2 separate regions of the Pan troglodytes genome follow, and region 1 is linked to region 2. Evidence: chromatin contacts called from public HiChIP or PLAC-seq data. All regions are on one chromosome and are shown on one strand. Each heading gives the region's core, a stretch centred on a gene start, on an enhancer-like site or on the middle of the called end of the contact. The rest is flanking DNA. Distances are from core to core; before and after follow the strand shown.

Evidence for each region. HiChIP or PLAC-seq counts read pairs in DNA pulled down with a chosen protein or histone mark.
Region 1: a contact with region 2 is called in an H3K4me3 HiChIP or PLAC-seq map of stem cell-derived excitatory neurons, with 3 times the contacts expected there. The contact joins the promoter of SNX27 here to the promoter of C2CD4D in region 2. A contact is called at or near these places in 1 of 7 Hi-C or Micro-C datasets (induced pluripotent stem cells) and 1 of 1 datasets of contacts at active chromatin or transcription factors (stem cell-derived excitatory neurons).

The regions. Positions count from the first base shown.
Region 1 is chr1:97,592,161-97,598,108 of NHGRI_mPanTro3-v2.0_pri, reverse strand. It overlaps SNX27 (sorting nexin 27), which reads left to right and starts at 2,336. Exons shown (of 12, transcript XM_003949545.6): 1 at 2,336-2,882. The coding sequence starts at 2,572.
Region 2 is chr1:97,362,441-97,368,314 of NHGRI_mPanTro3-v2.0_pri, reverse strand. C2CD4D (C2 calcium dependent domain containing 4D) reads right to left here and starts at 1,945. Exons shown (of 1, transcript XM_016927235.4): 1 at 774-1,945. The coding sequence starts at 1,945. The coding sequence ends at 884. It overlaps LOC134808776 (a long non-coding RNA gene), which reads left to right and starts at 1,982. Exons shown (of 4, transcript XR_010152513.1): 1 at 1,982-2,061; 2 at 4,697-4,987.

The DNA.
Region 1 (5,948 bases), core at 1,087-3,586, 230 kb before region 2:
ACAAACAATGCTGCAATGACTTAACTTCATAAAAACATCACTTCACACATGTGCAAGTGTAACAGTAGAATGAACTCCTGGAAGTGGAATCGCCTTCAGTTTGAGGAATATGTGTATTTGTAAGTTTGACCATGTCCTGTTGCCTTTCAGGGACATTCAGTATATTTTTATCTAATTCAGAGTAGGCATTCAGTATATTTTTATCTAATAAACCAATGAAAAAATAACTCTTTTAGGGGAGGCTCCCTTCTTTTTCCTTTCTCTGATGCCTTGCTTTCCCCATCCAGTGCTCAGTTCAAACCAAATTATTCATATTCAATCCAAATGCCACTATTATTTTGGAGCAAAACTCTTATACCAACTTTATTGTGTAACTAGTCAAGATCCTTCTTCATTAGCTTGTGTAAAATAAGGTCACATTAATTTTTATGTTCTAATTATAATGACTTTGAGTCCTCATCCCATATTTTGTGAGATCTCATCTTTGTTTTTTTGAGACAGGATCTCACTCTGATGGTCAGGCTGGAGTACAGTGGTGTGATCTCAGCTCTCTGCAGCCTTGACCTCCTAGGCTGAAGCGATCCTCCCACCTAAACCTCCTAAGTAGCTGGGACTACAGGTATGTGCCATCATGCCCAGCTGCTTTTTTTTTTTTTTTTTTTTAGATACAGTCTCGCTCAGCCACCAGCTAATTTTTTATTTTTTGTTGAGATGGGGTCTCACTATGTTGCCCAGTTTGGTCTTGAACTCCTGGGCTCAAGGAATCCTCCCACCTCGGTCTCCCAAAGTGCTGGTATTACAGGCATGAGCCACCACACCCAGCCTTTAAAAATTTGGGGGGACTCTTTTGTAATAACAGTTAGCTTAAAAGACAAACACATTGTACAGATGTACAAAATATTTTCTTTCTTTATATCTTTATTCCATAAGCTTTTTTTCTATTTAAGGCAATTTTTAATTTTATGTTTTAAACTTTTTTTTTTGGTTAAAAACTAAGACTTAAACACAAACATAGCCTATGCCTACACCAGATCTGGATCATCAATTTCACTGTCTTCCACCTCCATCTCTTGTCTCACTGGAAAGTCTTCATGGGTAATAACATGCACAGAGCTGTCATCTGATGGTAACAATAACTGGGGCCAGGCACAGTGGCTCACACCTGTAATTCCAGCACTTTGGGAGGCTGAGGTGGGTGGATCACCTGAGGTCAGGTGTTCGAGACCAGCTTGGCCAACATGGTGAAACCCTGTCTCTACTAAAAATACAAAAAAATTAGCCAGGCATGGTGGTGCATGCGTTTAATCGCAAGGGATTTGGGAGGCTGAGGCAGGAGAATCACTTGAACCTGGGAGGCAGAGGTTGCAGTGAGCCGATATCGTGCCATTGCATTCCAGCCTGGGCGATAAGAGCGAAACTCCATCTTAAAAACAAAAAAACAAAACAAAACAAAAAAACACAATACTTGGAATACGTGGAAAAAAATCACAATACTTAGAATACCTAGAATACCTTCTGAAGGACCTGCCTGAGGCTGCTTTACAGTTAACTTAAAAAAAAAAGTAGGAGTACACTCTAAAATAGTGATAAAAACTACAGTGAATTCATAAACTAGTAACATAGTTCTTACCATTATCAAGTATTATGTACTGTACATAATCATATGTGCTATACTTTCACATGACTGGCAGTGCAGGTTTGTTAACACCAGCATCACTCCAAACATGTGAGTAATGCTTGTGCTATGACCTTATGGTGGCTACTGTGTCACTAGGTGATAGACATTTTTCAGCTCCATTATCATCTTAGGGGGCCTCCCTCGTGTTTGCAGTCCATTGTAGACCAAAATGTCCTTATGTGGCACATGACTGTAGTTGCAATACAGGACAAGAAAGTTGCACAATAACTGGGCCTTAGTTCCTGATACTTAGTAGCTGGATGACTTTGAGCACTCTAAGGTTGTTTCCTAATAACGTAAAATAGGGAAGCTAATCGTGATCCGGTTGCCTCACAGGTTGTTGGGCCCTGGTCAACATATAAGTTACTGTGCCAAAAAATGAGTTGATATAATTTAAGACTGTGTTGAATCACAAACGTTAAGTTATTCTAACATTATTGTTTTTTAGAGGTTATGAAATGAAAGGGGGGGGCGAAAAACTTGGTCCGCATCAAGAACTGAATCATTTTACCACGCTGGGTGCTGGGTTATACTCTCCCCACCCAGCAGATCAAACTCCTAACCCAGCATGAAAGATAAACTACAACTCCCGGCAGGCCTTGCTTCCGAACTGCGTCTTATAACCTCGGCTCAGGCCCGGGCCCAGACCGCTCCCCGCCCCCGCCACCCATAAACTACAACTCCCAGGAGGCCCCACAGTGCCCGACTGTCCGCTTTTCGCCCGCCCCCTGCCTCCTCTTCACCCCGTGCCAGCAGCTCGGTGGCCGAGTCGGTCCCGCGGCCGGCGGATCGGGCGCGCGCGTCGGGGGTCGTGCGGCTGCCGGGCAGGGCGAGCACGCGCCGGGAGGCCTTGGAGGCGTAGGGGGCGGGGGTACGGCTCGCCTGCTCGCAAGATGGCGGACGAGGACGGGGAAGGGATTCACCCCTCAGCCCCTCACAGGAACGGAGGTGGCGGCGGCGGCGGGGGGTCTGGGCTCCACTGCGCCGGGAACGGCGGCGGGGGAGGCGGCGGCCCGCGGGTCGTGCGCATCGTCAAGTCCGAGTCCGGCTACGGCTTCAACGTGCGGGGCCAAGTGAGCGAGGGCGGGCAACTGCGGAGCATCAACGGGGAGCTGTACGCGCCGCTGCAGCATGTGAGCGCCGTGCTGCCCGGGGGGGCGGCCGATCGGGCCGGGGTGCGCAAGGGGGACCGCATCCTGGAGGTGTGAGTATCGGGGCTACCCGCCGCCCCATCCTCCCCGCGCCCCTCCTGCCCCTGCACTCCTCGCTACCCTTGTCACCCCCAGGCCGCACCTCCCCCGAGCTCCGAGCCGGCCTCCGGACCCCCGCCCCTCAGGCCTCCGCAGCCGGGCCCCTCCTTGTGGGCTGCCCTCCCACCACCCGCCCCGGGGCTTCTGCGACGCCGGTCTCCCACCCCGTCGTCTCCAGCTGATGCCCTTGCGCCCCCATTGCTCCTCCCTGTGCCCCGATTACTCTGGGCTCTTCTCCGCCCCTTTGCCTTCCCGTTTGGCGTGCTGCATTCTGCTCCTCACTCCCCCTCGTCTTGCTCAGAAGGAACCTCATCTGCTCCTTACTGACGGCGTTTCGTTTTCTGATCCAGCCAGTACCGTGTCCTCCCCAAGTTCTCATCTTCAGCATCGCAGTTTCGTTCTCTACCACTCCCCCCCGCCCCCGTGGACTGCCCCTTCTGCCCTCCAGACCAAGTAGGCAGGACCTCTGGTCTGCTCCTACTTTTCCTCCGGAAACACCATCCCTCCCCGCTCGTCTCCTTTTTCTTTCCTTAGTTACCCTCTCCTCATGGTTACGCTGCCCCTAAATTTTTCCATCCCACCGTGTGCCCCTTTCCTCCCCTCCTTTTTGTATTTCTACTCCAAGAGTTTACCTTGCTTTCTGACCCTTGCATGCCTTTGGGGTGGGGGGCGTGGGATTTGACACTGTAGTTTCTCTTCTCGGTTGGCCCCGTATCACACCCTAATTTGGAATCTAGCGTCTCCATCAGCACACCCCTCTGAGAGCATCCCTTCCCTGGCCTCCTGCCTTCACTCCTGCTCTATACTCATGCCTCCTCCTAGTCAGGTTTATGGTAGACCCCTTGTAACTCCTCCTCCTTCAAAACTACTTCAAGCCCTTTTTGGGTCTTTGACCGCTTTGCTTTTTTAGGGCATGCCCGTCTCTGCTGCCTCTTCTACTCTATCCTCCTGTGATCCCACACTTGACTTTGTCCTAGTCTTTCCCTCCCCTAGGCTGCTTTTCCTTTCTTCTGTTTTTTAAGGCGCCTTCTGCTGCTGCAGCCCACCCTCTCTCCCCTGCTGCAGTCCCTCCCCCTTCATACGCCTCCCCCACCACATCCCTCCATGCTCTTGCCGGATGCTGCCTTGTCTTGCAATCTCTGTGCACACCTCCTCCATTACCCTAATCTAGGTGTTACATTTGCCTTTTTGTACTTCGTATTGAAATTCGGATAGTGATTGCCGGTTGACTTGCAGGTGGTGTGTGCTCGCGTTGTCTCCGTTCTCCTCAGCAGTCTTCAGTGCTGTGTTTCTGCTTACTGAATCTATGTTGTGCATTCCTTTTTTACACTTTTACTCTCTCCCTCCATATTTCGATTTGCCCACTTGAAATCGTTCTCATTTTTTATAAATTTTATTTTAATTGTAATTTCCGCAACCTTCTGTTGCCTCTTGTAAAACAGTAGGTTTGCAAAGGGGATAGTTTTTTGAAAATCTGCCTTATAGAGAAATCCATTCCTTCTTACTCATCTCGTGCCATCTACCTTTATCCTTGACATTCTTACTCTATGGTGTCCATTCATTCTGTTTCCTCACCTCTTCCACCTCAAGAAATAGTTGGTTTTAACCTGGGAGAGTTGATTGAAAAAAAAAAAAAGAAATAGTTGCTCACCTAGGCCAGTGTTTGGAGACAGTATACCTTTCCTCTGTCCTTTCTGTAAATAGATGCTTTCTTGTTTCATTAATGTCCTACATACTGTTTCCTAGTATTCCTAGTATTGTCTGACAATATATTCTTCTTTTTTTTTTTTTTTTATTTTTCCTTGAGATGGAGTTTTGATCGTCGCCCAGGCTGGAGTGCAGTGGCGCGATCTCGGCTCACTGCAACCTCCGCCTCCCGGGTTCAAGCGATTCTCCTGCCTCAGCCTCCTGAGTAGCTGGGATTACAGGCATGTGTCATCATGACCAGCTAATTTTGTACTTTTAGTAGGACGGGTTTCACCATGTTGGCCAGGCTGGTCTGAAACTCCTGACCTCAGGTGATCCGCCCGCCTCGGCCTCCCAAAGTGCTGGGATTACAATAATGACTTTCAGATTTCTTATACTTGGGCACCTAATTATTTTCTTTCTAGATAACTCAAAATTTGTGGCTGATGTTTTCTTCCAATAGAAGGTCTCGGAATTGTCACTTTCCTTTCCCTTTGGAAGTTAATTTTGGACTCAGCTTCTTATTTTTAAATTTAAAACTAAAGCATTTATAATTATAAATTTATGATGAAGTTCTACATTATTTACTCTTCACAGGATCTAAAGGAACTAAACCAAAAAGAATAATTCTGTAGGAGACTATAGTTAATATGATCTATCTTTGCAGATACACGCACACATCCCAACATACGTAGTTAGTGGCTTCTTGCCTTTATTGTGGCTTCTGCCCAAGAGCCTAGATATAAACTGTAAAGGAGACCTCAGATAATCCCCTAGGAAAGGTAGAAGGACTTGCCTTAGGCTCAGGTTCCAGACTAGGAAGCTGGGAAATCTTTGCCTTCTAGAGAAAAAACATTACTTTTTGGCACATCCTTTGTGGTAAGTAGAGAACTTTGTCACTTTTAGTGGGCAGGGGAAAAGAATACTCTGCCTAGAAGACCTCTCTGGAAGGTTGTGATAATCAGAAATCTTCCTGGCATTGGTTTCTCACTCTTCCAACTATCTGTATTTTGATTTCCAAATTCTCTGAACCTTCTTTGGTACTATAGGGGAAGTAATGATAATTACAGCCCAAAGCCAAGCTAGTGGTACATTCTGTGAGACCCCAACTATACAGTGTCTTTCTCTTTTCTTTTTTTTTTTTCTTCGTTTCTTCGATAGTCTGTGCCTTCTCTTTAGGGTTTCAAGTGAGAGGGGAAATGAGCAACCAAGTAGATGTGGTTCTTGAGGGATATCTGTGCCCGCTACTTGTCTCGATCTTGGTTAGGTTGATGCTAATTTTCCTAAAGCATTTTTTAGGCAATACTCCTTAGAGCTTTTGTCTGTCCTCCAAG
Region 2 (5,874 bases), core at 696-3,195:
AGGTCACTGCTGACGTCAGGGACATTCAGGTAGAGGTAAACACAATGTGACCTACAATTATCCACCTCCCCCCACCCCCACCTCCTTCTGGCTGGAGGAGCCTCTTCTGGCATTCCTGAGAACAGTTCTCACACTTTGGTAGTACCCCACCTCCCCCCTTTCAATCCCTGGGACATTATATCTCATTCATTTGGTACCCAAGCACCTCTCTGGTTCTTGGCTCCAGACTTGCCCCACCCCTCAAGGGACGCACAGGTGTGGAAGAGGCAAGAGGGAAGAAGGAAGACTAAAGGGCACTGTGTGTTCATCTGACATCCCCTGACTCACTCTCAAGACCCAGAAATTTCATCTGTCTTCAGGACAGATGTGGGTTTTAGAGGGGCACAGGAAGGGAGTGTTAATTTCCTCTGTGCAGCCTCAAGTGGAAGGTGGCTTGTGTTGGTTTCTGTCAGAGTGACTCAGTGATTGCAGGGCTCCCTGATTGTTCGGGGGCCTTGTTGGACGGGGACCTTAGGACCTACTTGGCCCAGATCTACTGAAGGAGCATCTCATGGGGATGGAGCCCAGGACCCTGCATATTTAAAAAGCTCTTCCAGGATTTCTGATGTCTGGTTATTCTGATGCTCCTTCAAGCTTGAGAACCACTGCTTAAGGTCTGCTCTACTCAGACCGTCTGAATGAGCATCTTCCCCCCGCGTATGGCCGGGATAGAGGGAAGATCGGTAGGCTCTATGCCCGAGCGTGTAAGGTGCCAGTAAGGGGAAATATCTGGCCAAGGACAAGCGGACATTTTATTAGCAAAAATAAATACAAGCCGGGCAGGGTGGAAAGAATGTGGACTGCAGACACAGTGGAGACGTCCTGAGGAAGCCAGGGGCTCAGGCTACAGGCTGAGATGGGTGGGCGCCAGGGATGACCCGGGACCTAGTCCCCCACCCAGCGGGGGCAGCAGCGCAATGAGGGGCGTCTCGCACTCCCCCAGCAGCACATCCCTGCGAAGTCCCGCGCCCCTGTCTAGCACCTTGGCTCTCAGGCTGCGGGCGGCCAGGTCCGGGGGGCCGAGCCCGTCGAAAAAGAAATCCTCGTTGAAGATGGGGTTGGCGCTGCACTTGACCACGCGGCTCTGCTGCTCCCGCGGCCGGACGCGGGGCCGCAGCCTCAGCACCACACAGCAGCCGCCGCCGCCGCTCCCGGGGCGGGACCGCGGCCGGGGCAGGCCCTCGGCGCTCACTAGGCGCAGCCGCAGCCGCCCGGGCCCTGCCTGATATTCGGTGGAGAGCCGCAGCTGCCCGCCGCGGGGCCCCAGGCGCAGCACGCTCTCGCGCGTGGGCCGCAGCTGGCAGCACAGGAAGTCCAGGTGGAAGAGCGGCGGCGTGGGCGGCCCGGCGCGGCGCGGCGAGTGCGGGCTGGTATCGGCCGAGCTCGCTTTTTCTGGGGACAGAGAGTGCGGCCTGGACACCCGGCGCCGGCCCAGGCCTGGCCGCGGGGAGCCGAAGGGCGACGAGTCCGGCGACGAGGCCGTGTCGCTGTCGGGGGCCCGGCAGAGGCGCAGGTCCGGGGCGGAGACGTGCAGCCGGGACTGCGCCGCGGGGAGTCCCCCGGCCGGGGCGGGTGGCGGCCCGTGGAATAGGGATTCCCGCCGGCGCGTGTGCGGGCTCTCGGGCAGGAAGGCCCAGCCTTCGCGGCCCGCCAGGTGAGGCAGCGAGCAGGTCGCGGGGAGGCCGCGCCCCGCCACGTGCCGCCCGGCCGCGGGCACTGCGTCGCCCGGGTCCGGGAGCCGAGGCGGGATGAAGAACTGCGGGATGCGATCCGGGGTGAGGACGTTGGGGCAGGCGCTTGTGGGCGGGCCCGGGGCGCGACGCTTGGAGAACAGGCCGGAAGGCGCCCAACGGGCCGCAGGCTCCGCGGCCCCCACCTTATAGCCAGCTTTTTCCAAGAGCCACATGCGGTGGGTGGGGTAATGGAATTCCGAATTCCGCAGGGCCGAGAGGGTCCAAATCCCGTCTCAGATGGGAGTGCTCGGCGGAGCGGGGCTGGGCGAGGAGCGCAGAGGAGTCAGAGGTGAGTGATGCTGGCGTACACCGGGCGGTCAGCCACCGCGCCCCGGTCTCCGGACCCACTGGGAGCGCGGACCCCTATTTGAGCAGAAAAAGAAAGGGCGGCGCAGTCTGGGGGGCTGGGAAGAAATGGAGGGAGCCAAGGGCCAGTCAGTCACATTTTCATATACGGGCCTCCGTCACCAAGTACACAGATTCTCCCACTGGTACTAAAGATGCCCCATTCACCTTAGAGTTAGAGGGCCCATATAGTATCCACCAGAACCCTAGGGTACTATTAGGACAAATAGGATAATAACCGCATTATAGCAAAAGGACTGAGATCCCAAACCCCCTGGGACACTGCGCCCTGGGCGGGCTCACGCCCTCCTCCCCCGCCCATTTCGAAGACTTGGGTTTTCCTCTGGGATCCAGTCTGGCGCCCCTTGGGACTTCCTCCCTTTGCCAGGCTGCCCCGGCTCAAGCTTCTCTGGCCTGAGCCATCCCTCAGTCCTAGCCCCAACTGCCTCCTCTGGCTCCTCCTTCCCCTCCTCGAGTCGCTCCAAGCCAGAAGAGGACTCACTTCTGCTCCTGGCAGCCAGGGGACACACCTGGCTGCTGACCTCAGGACACCCTGGGCTGGTCCAAGGAGACGCACCTCCCGGGGACACAGAATCCCACCCCCGGTAGCCCTGACCGTCCAGCTCCCGCGCCTCCCAGCCCTACCGCATCCCGCGTCTGCAGGGCGGGGCCGGGCCGTTGGGTCGCCCCTCCCACTCTCCACTCCTTTTCTCCCTCGGAAACCACCGAGCACAAAGGCAGCATTGATTCTCCGCCACCCTCAGAGCGGTCTCCGGAAGGCTCCGCCACCACGCGCTCGCCTCACCCCTGCGCGGAGCCACCAAGAGCACCGTGTTCCGACCCTCTGCCCTGGGATCCGAGCTAGCGATCCTCTCCGTCGCGCGCCCGGAGTGCTGGCCTCACCTGTGGGTCGCCTTTGGGTTCTGGCCTCAGGCCCTGACACTTTCAGAGCCAGAGGGGAGCAGCTTTCTCTGCAGCTTGCTCCCCCAGCGCAGTCCTTATGGGAGGAGCTGGCAGGGGCCTCCGCTGCCTACGTCCTACCTCTTTTCCTGGATAAACACAGCTCTGTCTGCGCGGCCATCAGCCCGGTCTTCTGACTTCCTCCAGCTGAAGCCAGGTTTCTAGCAACAATCCATTCCTGTGCCCAGGCCTCCTCTGCTGAAACTGGGCTGCTTAGGGGTGGGGGAGGGCTACAGAGAAGAGGGAGACGGCCATCAGTGGACAGTGGCCACTTCTTTGGTGCTCGGTTCCAACCCCAGCCCTCACAGGTGAAGTCCGTCTTCTGTAAAACCCTCCTGGTTGAAATCCTGCCTTGGCCCCCAGTGCCCTGTTCTGGAGCCATTCCAATAGCTCCAAGGCAGAGTGACTTGCAGTGATCAGTTGTCTGCATTATTCTGGCTAATAGTTCTCTGAATTATTGTGGCTAAAGGAAAAGTGGCCAGACTCAGGATTTCTGGACTTAGAAATACTGAAGATAAAGCTGGATCCAACAGTCAGGATCAAGCTGGCCTATGTCCTCCATCCCTGACAGATCTTAGGAAGCACAGGCCACCACAGACAAGATGAGACCATCAGTTGCAGTCTAGACACACCTACCATCCTTCAGTCTCTGAAAGGAAGCAAGGCTAGTTCCTCGCCTAGGACCACTCTTCTCCTTCATGCTTCAGCTCTGGAGGCCCTCACTGACACCCTCCCACCTAAATTAGGGGCACCTGCTGTACACTTTCATAGTACCTCATACTTTTCCTTTATGGCATTGATTACAGTTTTTCCCCCTCTATTTATGTGGTTATTTGTTTAATGTCCATCTCTCTTACTAGACTAAGAATCTTAAAAACAGTGCTTGGTGCAAAGCAGATACTCAATCAGGATGTATTTGATGAGTGAAGTAGTAAGCAAAATTATACTTGAATCAATTTGTTCATCCATTCATTGAAGTGCCTAAAATGCACCAGGCACTGTGCTAGGGGGATACATAGAATAGAGAGCTGTCTAAGGGGAGAGACAGACAATAAACATGCAAACAACAATAAGACAAATCCTGAAATGCAGGAAAAAAGATGAAATAAACCAGTGAATGCAATGATTATTGTGTCATCTAATACTTGAAGATTTTAACAAAGCAAGTGTTTGTTTTGTGGCGATCCCTGGTGGCCTCCAGACCTTCCATTCATGTGGCTTCTGACTCAGCTCAGCCCTGGTGTTGTTTCTGGGGAGGGTCCATGTTCTTGGAGTGCTGCAGTATTCATTGCTTTGTCATCAGTCAGATGGGCTGGGAATCTGGATTCTGCGACTGACTAGCTGTGTGACCTCTAGCATGTAACTTAATCTCTTTGGGGCTTACCTTTTCCATCTGGAAAACAGAAAGAATAAAACTCTCAGAGTTGGTATGAGGATTAAAGATAACACGTGGGCATCATTTAGGCTGACATCCGCTAAAAGTGTGAGAAAACAGAAAACCCAACTCAGTCTGACTTAACAATATGGACACTTGACTTCCATAATAAGAAGTCCAGAAGTAGGTAGGACCCAGGGAACACAACTGTTTTATTTTTCTTCCTTTTCTTTTTTCTCTTTAGGCTAGTCAAGTGAAGCAGTGGGAGTGGAGATGGAACAAAGAAATCTGCAATTGGTTGTGATCAATTAGTTGTAAACACTACTGCACTTGGACCAACCTCTTCCTTTTCCTGACTGCTTAGGAAGGATGGAATGTATTTCCTTCCTTCTGGGAGTGTTTGAATGAAGATTAGACTCTCCTTGACCATGAATGAAGAGCAACCAGTTTTTTAGTATACAGTGATTTAGACTCTGGGTCTGGAGTGTAGATATCATGGGCACTGTGAAAGCACAGAAGGAGAAAAGGTTTTTATGTGAGTATATGGGAGAGGAAATAGTTTATTGTCATAAGCTTTTTGGCTATGGCCTCCATTACATCTCTAGCTTTTGCAAGGCACTAAATTGAGGCCATTCAAATCCATGTCCACCTATTCTTTGCCCATCGTGAGACTGATGGCTTAGGAAGCATGTGGTCTAGGTACTAGAGAGGGAGCCTGACCCACCTACCTCACCGCTGCTGCTGAATTTGTGCACAACTCTCTGACCTGGTTCCATGTCACAAAGGGTTTCATTCTCTCTGATTCCCTGAATCCCCAGCTCTAGCCGCAGATCCTGGAACCCTAGCATATGCCTGAAGCTGAATATTTTGCTTGCCAGAGTAAGAGTTTTTACATAGACTCTGTCATCTTCTACTGGCCCTCCTTTTAAACTGAGGCAGCGGCTGCTAGCTACTCACCAAACCTATTTTACTTTCTTTTCCTTTCTTTTTTTTTTTTGAGACAGAGTCTTGCTCTGTCGCCCAGACTGGAGTGCAGTGGTATGATCTCGGCTCACTGCAACCTCCGCCTCTCAGGTTCAAGCGATTCTCCCACCATAGCCTCCTGAGTCGATGGGATTACAGGTGTGTGCCACCACACCCAGCTAATTTTTGTATTTTTTGGTAGAGATGGAGGTTTCACTATGTTGGCCAGGCTAGTCTCTAACTCCTGACCTCAAGTGATCCACCCACCTCAGCCTCCCAAAGTGCTGGGATTACAGGCATAAGCCACCGTGCCTGGCCCCCCATTTTACTTTCTTCTTTAACATATAGTTAGAATGAAAACATGTTGAAGGGATGATGGCATTAGAAAATTACCACTGGCCACTATCACAGTAATAATTGCTTTAGGCAAGAATGATCAATAAAAGCTAAAATTAATGG